Regions from separate parts of the Mus musculus genome. Here region 1 is linked to region 2. A link is a contact called in public capture Hi-C data. All regions are on one chromosome and are shown on one strand. Each heading gives the region's core, a stretch centred on a gene start, on an enhancer-like site or on the middle of the called end of the contact. The rest is flanking DNA. Distances are from core to core; before and after follow the strand shown.

Region 1 (3,696 bases), core at 15-2,514, 540 kb before region 2:
TAGCGGTGTGAGCCAGGCAGCCCTCTGTACAGGCTTCCCCTATCAGCAGGGCACAACCCTGGTGTGCTTCTGGTGCTAGGTTGTCCTCAAGGGCCAGTGAGCAGCATCGTAGTCAGCTTGCTGTGCTGACCTGAGTTCTAAACGAGCCTACAGTTTTAGTAAGACGTAAAGTGTAAATGACAGATAGTCTTGTATTCCAGGAGCGCTAGTCTTTACTAAAGAAACTTACCTCCTCAAATGTTCTCATTAATACTGATACAGGGAAAGCCATAACATACAAAATTATAAGAGGAAACTGGAATGTAACCTGCTGTGACCTCTTTGTCTATCACAGAGGGTTGGTTTTATGGAGCATTCTCTGTTTCTTCACTGTGTATTGCCTGAGGAATGTAAGGGTGCATGTTAGCATCCTTAATTGACATTGACATTCAGCAAACCAGAAGAGGCCTAGAGATATGTGGCTCTTCAGGGGCAGGGTGATCTGTGAATGTCAGCCTTTCATATCGTTTTCTCACTTTTCCTCTTTGCTACTGAGTGGAGAAATAACTACTGCTATTCTGGTAAATTTTAGTTGAAGACCTTAAAAATCTATTGTTCAATATTTATCAAGATTATAATAAGTGCTTTTCTAAATTTTTTTCTGTATGAGATGGACCATATATAGCATGAAAATGTTCTCTGTATTCTTACATTTGTTTTTGTAACTTAAATTTTAGTAGAGTTTTTGAGCCATTAGGAGATAAGAGCAGAAATGAAAACCATTACTTTAGTCTAATTGTGTTGATATTTTCAGTGATGCATAGTCAATACATGAACATCTAAAGCTATTCTGGGTATTTTAAGCACATAAACTGTGCAAGAGCAATTTTCAGTGGGGAGGAATTATTTTAAATTTGCTTTTCTCTTTTCTTATAGGAAGGAGCTTGAAGCCTTCAAAGGTAATTCTCTGTTTAATTCTTCACTTCCAAGTAGTTGAGGATTAATTGATGTCAGATGTTGTATCTTGGTGATAAGGAAATAACTCCTTCCTTCCTATAAACGGGGTAGTTTATATTAAAAAGCAGAGTTGGCATAGTACTGTTTGCCTAAGTTTTAGTTACTCACAGTAAGTTTGAAGTTCTGGTTTAACTGTAGCACAGGTGCTGTGTGAAAGTTTGTGCTAATAACTCCTGGAAGAAATGTTCAGCAGGTGGAGCTGTAGGGTTTCAGAAACTGGTTTGTGCTGTACACGGCCTGTCTGGGTCACAGAAGAGGAGACGGGGAGGGAGCGCAGAGTATCTACAGCCTCATGCACTGCCAAGAGGTTTGCTTTATCAGAGCTGGGTTCTGTTCCTAGACTGTTTGTGACTTTGATGAGTCTTTTGACTTTGGCTTTGTTTCTCCATCTGTAAAAATAGAGATTTTGATGAAACACGTTCTGAGATTATCTTAGAGGAGCTTTTTAAGGGGGACACAGCGAACAGTTCTCAGCATGTTCTCCTTACTTGGTCGTGTTAGTTCCTGTTTTGTTGCTGTGGCTCAGGCACTGTACAGGAGGAAGGGTTTATTTGGTCCTTTCCAGAGGGAGAGTTCATAATGGCGGGGGAGGCCTGGAACAGGGGGATCTGGAACACAAAGCCGAGAGGGCCCACCCTTAACCACAGGCATGAAGCAGAAGAGAGCTGAACATGGGTTGATGATCGATAGGAACTGTTGAGGCCTGCCCTTAGTGATCTGTTCCCTTCAGCAGAGCAGTATCTTCTCAAACCCTGACAAGCATTGCCACCAGTGGACCCCGAGTGTTCGGCTGCCTGGCTATGGAGGAAATTTCTCATTGAAACCACCACACTGGTCATAGGGCGCCTCTAGGAAAGCAACACACAGGCTTGCAAGCAGCCAGTGTCCTTCCAGTACGCCTGCCAGGCGCTCGTTACTAATTCCAGAGACTCTTGACAAGAAAAAGAAGAAGAGAGTTATCGCTGACTCTCCTGTGGTCTGCAGCATGCTGGTTACAACTCCTGTGCGCTCGCTCACACTGACCTACTGTGTGCCTGAAGGCTCTCCAGCATGTTGTTTATGCTCGTATTACCTGTGTGCCTCACTTGTTAGGACAAAGGTCCTAAAGGCTATTCCTACTATGGCTGTACCGAACAGACCCTGTGTTGTCAACATTTCTATTTTACCCACTGTGGTGGCTAAGCTCATGGCCAGTTGTTGAAGATGCTGCTCTGTGACCACGTGATGGCATGTATTGTCACACTCTCATGGCTTTTACGTAATTGTGGTCCCCTATGCATGGGTGTTGCTTTTCACTAGTAGTTTGAATGAAATAAGATTTGAAATCCTCATCAAATGCCTCTTTGCTTCTTGCTTGTTTTGATTGAGCAGTTTAGTATTTCTTATATAATAAAGAGATGAAAAAAGCCCCGTCAAGCTAACAATAAAAGACAAGCAGGCACATGTTATATAATAAAGTGTCAGCTTGACTTGCGTCTCCCCATGAAGCATTTTGTTGTAGCGTATTGTTCTCAGAGACCAACTGTTTGCAAAAGGTTAGCTAGTATTACATATTGCTTGATATAGTAATTCAACTTGGGATGAAATCTCTTATTTATATGCACATTTCTAATTTTGTGCAGCATCTACACCAGGTCTATCCACAGAACAATTTATGCTCTTGAATGTGACCAAACTCAAAATTTGCCTTATAGGTACGCTTTAAGTGTATTTTAAGAATCACCCTTGCGGCCGGGCAGTGGTGGCACACACCTTTGATCCCAGCACTTGGGAGGCAGAGGCAGGTGGATTTCTGAGTTCAAGGCCAGCCTGGTCTACAGAGTGAGTTCCAGGACAGCCAGGGCTACACAGAGAAACCCTGTCTTAAAAACCAAAAAAAAAAAAAAAAAAAAAAAAAAAAGACTCACATTCACAGAGGCATGCACTTATACTCCAGTGTGTTAGGAGGCGGGGGTAGGAGAGTGAGTCCCTGAACCCAGGAGCACAACATCACCAACCTAACCAAAGATGAGGAGAGCCTGTCTTAAGAAAAGGGGAAGGAAAGAAAAACGTTTGCATTTGAATGTTTTGCCATTACTTTAGAAGTACAATTAGCCTATAATAAGAAAATTAACTATTCTTCCAAAATATTAATGGATAAAAGGTTTAAAAATTAACCCAATCATGTTATAATCCTATTTTTTAATGTTGCCTTTGTTCTTGAACCTTTTGAGAGTGCAGAGGAACAAGAGGTTTTACTTTCTGCAGTTTTACTCAGCTTAGTCGTCACACTTGGAGGCCCTCTCTAAGTTGAAGAAGTGAGTGACTTGGAGGGAATGAAGCACCAGATTAGAAACAGAGTTGGTGTCATCCCAGAGTCTGGCTTCTCCCTCTGCTTGCTGAGGCTGATGTGCTCAGTTTATCATGCTCTTCTGTTGCACGAGGCAGATGTCTGCTGTGGTATGAAAACTGTTGTTTCAATGCTAGTAGTGAGAAGACTTTTAATTCCCCAAATGCTGCATTCCCTTAAGCTTGGTGAGGAGTTTCAAGTATTAAAAACAGTAGAGAAAGGATGGTTTGGTTTTTATTTTTTATTTTATTTTTTTTTTAGAGCTAGAGTTTGTTAATAGGGCTGGACAAAGGTCCTTTATACATGCTAGAAAAGCAGTCTCCTTCTGAACTCTGCCCATCCCTTTGTAATTATGCTTTAGGACAGTCTCA
Region 2 (4,115 bases), core at 656-3,155:
TTCCCTCGAAGAGCCTCCTCTCTGTAATGATTGTCATGCTGTGTCAGTAACCTTATAGGGAAGGGCCTTAGGAGTCTTTTACCTTTCTGAACTTTCAGAGTCTCCTGAGCTTCCCTCCTCTCCAAGAGGCTATGTTTCGAGCTGGAGAAACTAACTGCACAAGAAGACAGATGGGATCTTAGCAGAGGGAGAAGCTAGGTTGTAGAAGATAGGAGGCTAGAGGGGAGCTTTGAAATTCAGGTGTAGGGAAGGGTAGATGGGGTGAATGGGGCCCAGGGACTCCAGTGCGCATGAATGTCATCACCAGGCTTTCTACCTCATAGGAATAAGAAGATAATAGAGGTGCTCACAGGCGTGACTGACACTCCAGGTGTGGCCATGGCCTTAAGGAGCCAACACAGCCTCCTGGCAGCACGATTCTGGGAGGGCAATGGCCAAGGGGGAGGTTCCAACTCACTTCTTTGCATTCTCAGCAACCATTTTGTAAGAGTCTTCAAGCAACTGCTTATTTCATAAGGGCAGACGTTGAAATGGGATTGGTTCCCTTTGGCCACTGGGCTCTAGGGTTCTATCACCCATTCTGTTCTGAGTGCTACTGAGATTCCAAGTGACTCTATGGGTGGTACAGCCACTCCACAGCCTCTGAGCCCAAGGGATTGCACAGTATCTGCCACCTCCCTGCATTCTTTCTTAGTTCTATGGGAGCCTTTTACCCACAAGGTCTCATGGGCACTTAAAGGAATTGCTTTTTTTCATAATGTATCATGTCTTTCCCCCTCCCCTAACTAGCTCACAGCTTCTCTCTCCCTCCCTCCCTTCTCTCCTTCTTACTCTCTCTCTCAACAAAATTAAAACAAAGGGCGTGGCGGGGGGGGGGGCAAAAAGACAGAACAAAAGAAAGCAAGAAGCTCCCCCTGCCACCCCCAAACCAACAACATGGAGTCTGTTTTGTGTTGGCCAACTGCTTCCTGGGCATAGAGCCTGTCTGAGTGTGGTTGATAAACCCAGGGCCACTCCACTGTAGCAAGCAGATTTCCCCTCTCCCAGGAGTTCTCAGTTACAAAGAGCTTCTCAGTTAGAGGTGGGACCCTGTGTCCACTTCTGCTCTCAGGGCGGCCATTTTGTCTGATTTGAACACGTGCAGGTTTTGGGTCTTCTGCCACAGTCTCTGTGAGTTCCTATTGGTCCTGTTGCGTCTGGCAGACACTGTTTCTTTAGAGTCTTCCTCTACCTTTGGCTCTTAAAATCTTTCTGTTCCTCTTCCGCGTTGATCCCCGAGCGTGGAGGGAAAGGGTTTGATAGAGCATACCATGTAGGACTGGGTGCTCCAAAGTCTCTCATCCTCTGCGCCTTGTCCAGTGGTGGATCTCTCTGTTAAGTCCCATTTACCACGAGAAGACGTTTCTTTGGTGATGGCTGAGTGATTCACAAATGTACCTCAAGCGTGCGTATATACAACCAAGGTGACATTGGCTGCCGGCAAAAGCCAAGCCCTAGATACAGTAAATGGTTTTTAAAAGCAACAGAAAGGACAGTGAATGTGAACACCTACAGGCAGTGCACAAAGTGAGTATGGGTGTGACCACCTCTAGGGACCCTAGCTCAAGAGAAATTGAGCACCAGACCCTGGGGTTTGTCTGAGGGTGAGGGGGGAGAAGACAATAGAAGATGGGAGCTCCAGATTAGCACAGACTCCTATCTTCAACGCCTGCTCCTTCCCGAGCACAGCTGTCCTCTTGCTTCAGAGACTCCGGCAGAACACGCCTGCTCCTTAGGCCCTTGTTAAATACTCTGTCACATGGAGAAATTCTCCTGCAGGCAGGTGAGTCAGAGTTCACAGCTGCTAGATGGGAACTCTCTGTTCTGGTCTGGACAGGAAGCATATGCCAAACCTGAGCAAAGTCCTCTTGAAATCTCCCCTGGGAGCCGCCTGGCAGTGGCTCTCTAGCCCGGAGCTTGGCCCGGGAGGAGCAGGAGTCTGTCTTGTTTGCATTTCTACAGGCACAAACTGATTGCTAAATTGAGCGGTGGGCGCTGGACCCGGGGTTGTTAATTTCCAAAGAGAGCTGAGAACTCTGGTGAGGTTTTGAAGGGCTCTTTGGAGCAAAGTACACCTGTGTGTCCATGGGGACTTAATCCCTGAGGTTTGGGGTTAGCCAAAAGCTGAGGTTGATGGGATTTCACATTCCTGAGAGGCAGTAACTCCGAAGTTTATATATAGTTTCCCAACCACACGGTTCCAGGAATCCAGTGGGTGCCTGGTTAGAAACCTGAGCTGTTAGACTTGGGACTTTTTTTTTTTAAATCTTAACCACTGTGCTAGATCCTTTGATAATTCCAGATGAGTGAACTCCACCAGGGACAACCTTGAATGCTCTCAGGAAGGGCCTGTTTGGCTTTGTGTGTGTGTGTGTGTGTGTGTGTGTGTGTGCGCGCGCGTGCAATATCCTAGGAATCCACAGGTTGAGATAAATAGGACCATGAATGATAAGACACACAAGGTTAGTCATTAGTGTTACCCAAGCCTCAACCTTCTATCTGCTTGGTGACCTTGAGTTAATCCTTTCACTCACTGGGAATGTGAGTTGATATCAGCACAGAGGCTGCCAGAGGTCACTTCGGGGAAGAAAGCTCTGAACTACTCCTAAGGAAAAGGAAGATAAAGGATGCACTGGGAGAACTTCTGGGATGGCATAATCGGTCCATTAGTCTCATCGGGAGCGCAGAGACCACCCAGGAGCTCCAGTCTCAGAGCGTACAGTCTTACATGAGAATTCCAGACTTCAGAACCCACAAGCTCTCCTACCTAAGCGCTGTCAATGGACTTTCAACTTGAATTATCTTGGTGTGGGCTGTGGGAGATAAAGCTATGTTAGGTCTGGACCAGTTCTAAGCTGGAGAGGGGGCTTGAAAGTAGTTCTGTCCACTGAATTACCTCATATTCAGGCTGCATTTGAATGGAACATTTGCATATCTACACTGCTTTCCCCTAGTGCAAGATCTCTCCAGACTTTCAAAAGGTACTGACTTCCCCAGCCAACTAGAACCCTTTCTTTGTCCTTGGCTAGAAAAGGCCAGTTATTAAGAAACCCAAATGGTTTCTCATTTTTTGTTTTGATGTGTTCTGTTTAATAACAGTTGGGTCTGACCTATTATATTCTTTTTGTGTCCATTGCCTCTTTCTCATATTTTTGTTTATTTATTTATTTATCTTTGAGGCAACCTTAGGTATCAACTGCTGTTGATCATACTCAATATGGATGCAGAAAGGTAGAATGCTGCATAACGTCCATGGTGGTCTGCAGCGGAACAAGAAAGGCTGCTTTGAGAGCAGGTTTCTAGGTGTTTCTGTCTCCCCTGCTCTCTAGGAAAATTCTTTGTTTGGTCTTTGCTCCAGTCAGAATCACAAGCAAAAAATGGAGCCAGGCAGATCCTGTGTTATGTCTGATTCTGAGCAACGATGGTTATTTTTCAAAGGAAAATAATCCTGAGGCATGAACTGTGTCGTTTTCTGAAGTTCTGGCGCCACAGTCTATGTCATCTCCTTGCTTCCCTCAAACAATGCTAATTACCCCGTATCCTGAGCTCCTGTTGTCTGTTCACTGGTCAGCAATCACTCTGTCAGAGAGAGATTCCGCCACTTTCCTGACACCACTTTTAGGCATAAGAGGAGAGGGTATCTCCCATGTGTGTGCCCCTTCACAGATTCTGCAATGAAACAAGCTGTTTTAATGATTTGACTGCAAAACTACTCATTTTGCCTCAATCCCTTGCCTGACACTGCTCTGGCAAGAATTATATAAGGACCTCCCTGCCAGTTTGGCGATTGAGGTTAGTGTTCCTTAATTTGGGAGCTTGAATTTGGAAGGCAAAAAAAAAAAAAAAAAAACCTATTGTAACCCTTAACTGAAAGTTAGCATTTCCTTCAGCCAAGGGTGTGGTAACAAACCACAGTTGTGCTAACATGGCAGTTATTGCAAGGATCTTAAAATACCATTTTCTTCCATCCCTCCTGAGACATTATAGTGGTTTGTAAAGTGACTGCTAGATTTTGTTAATGTATTAATGACGACACACACATAAGCCTATAGGATAATGTTTTAAACACTGTGCTA

The links. Capture Hi-C pulls out chosen DNA fragments and counts their contacts.
Region 1: a contact with region 2 is called in a capture Hi-C map of embryonic stem cells, with 3 times the contacts expected there. The contact joins two enhancer-like sites. A contact is called at or near these places in 1 of 484 Hi-C or Micro-C datasets (cardiomyocytes), 1 of 115 datasets of contacts at active chromatin or transcription factors (embryonic stem cells) and 2 of 9 other capture datasets (adipose tissue and embryonic stem cells).

What each region holds. Positions count from the first base shown.
Region 1 is chr13:44,950,414-44,954,109 of GRCm38.p6, reverse strand. It overlaps Dtnbp1 (dystrobrevin binding protein 1), which reads left to right. Exons shown (of 10, transcript NM_025772.4): 7 at 916-938. Among named protein-coding and RNA genes, the nearest start is that of Dtnbp1, 50 kb to the left of the region's middle. Within about 2 kb of position 1,264, at least 28 of the 459 cell types and tissues checked have an H3K27ac peak or open chromatin away from gene starts, as enhancers often do. A contact at or near this core is called in embryonic stem cells, where this site is marked.
Region 2 is chr13:44,407,356-44,411,470 of GRCm38.p6, reverse strand. No RefSeq gene overlaps it. Among named protein-coding and RNA genes, the nearest start is that of Gm33958, 9.3 kb to the right of the region's middle. Within about 2 kb of position 1,905, at least 70 of the 459 cell types and tissues checked have an H3K27ac peak or open chromatin away from gene starts, as enhancers often do. A contact at or near this core is called in embryonic stem cells, where this site is marked.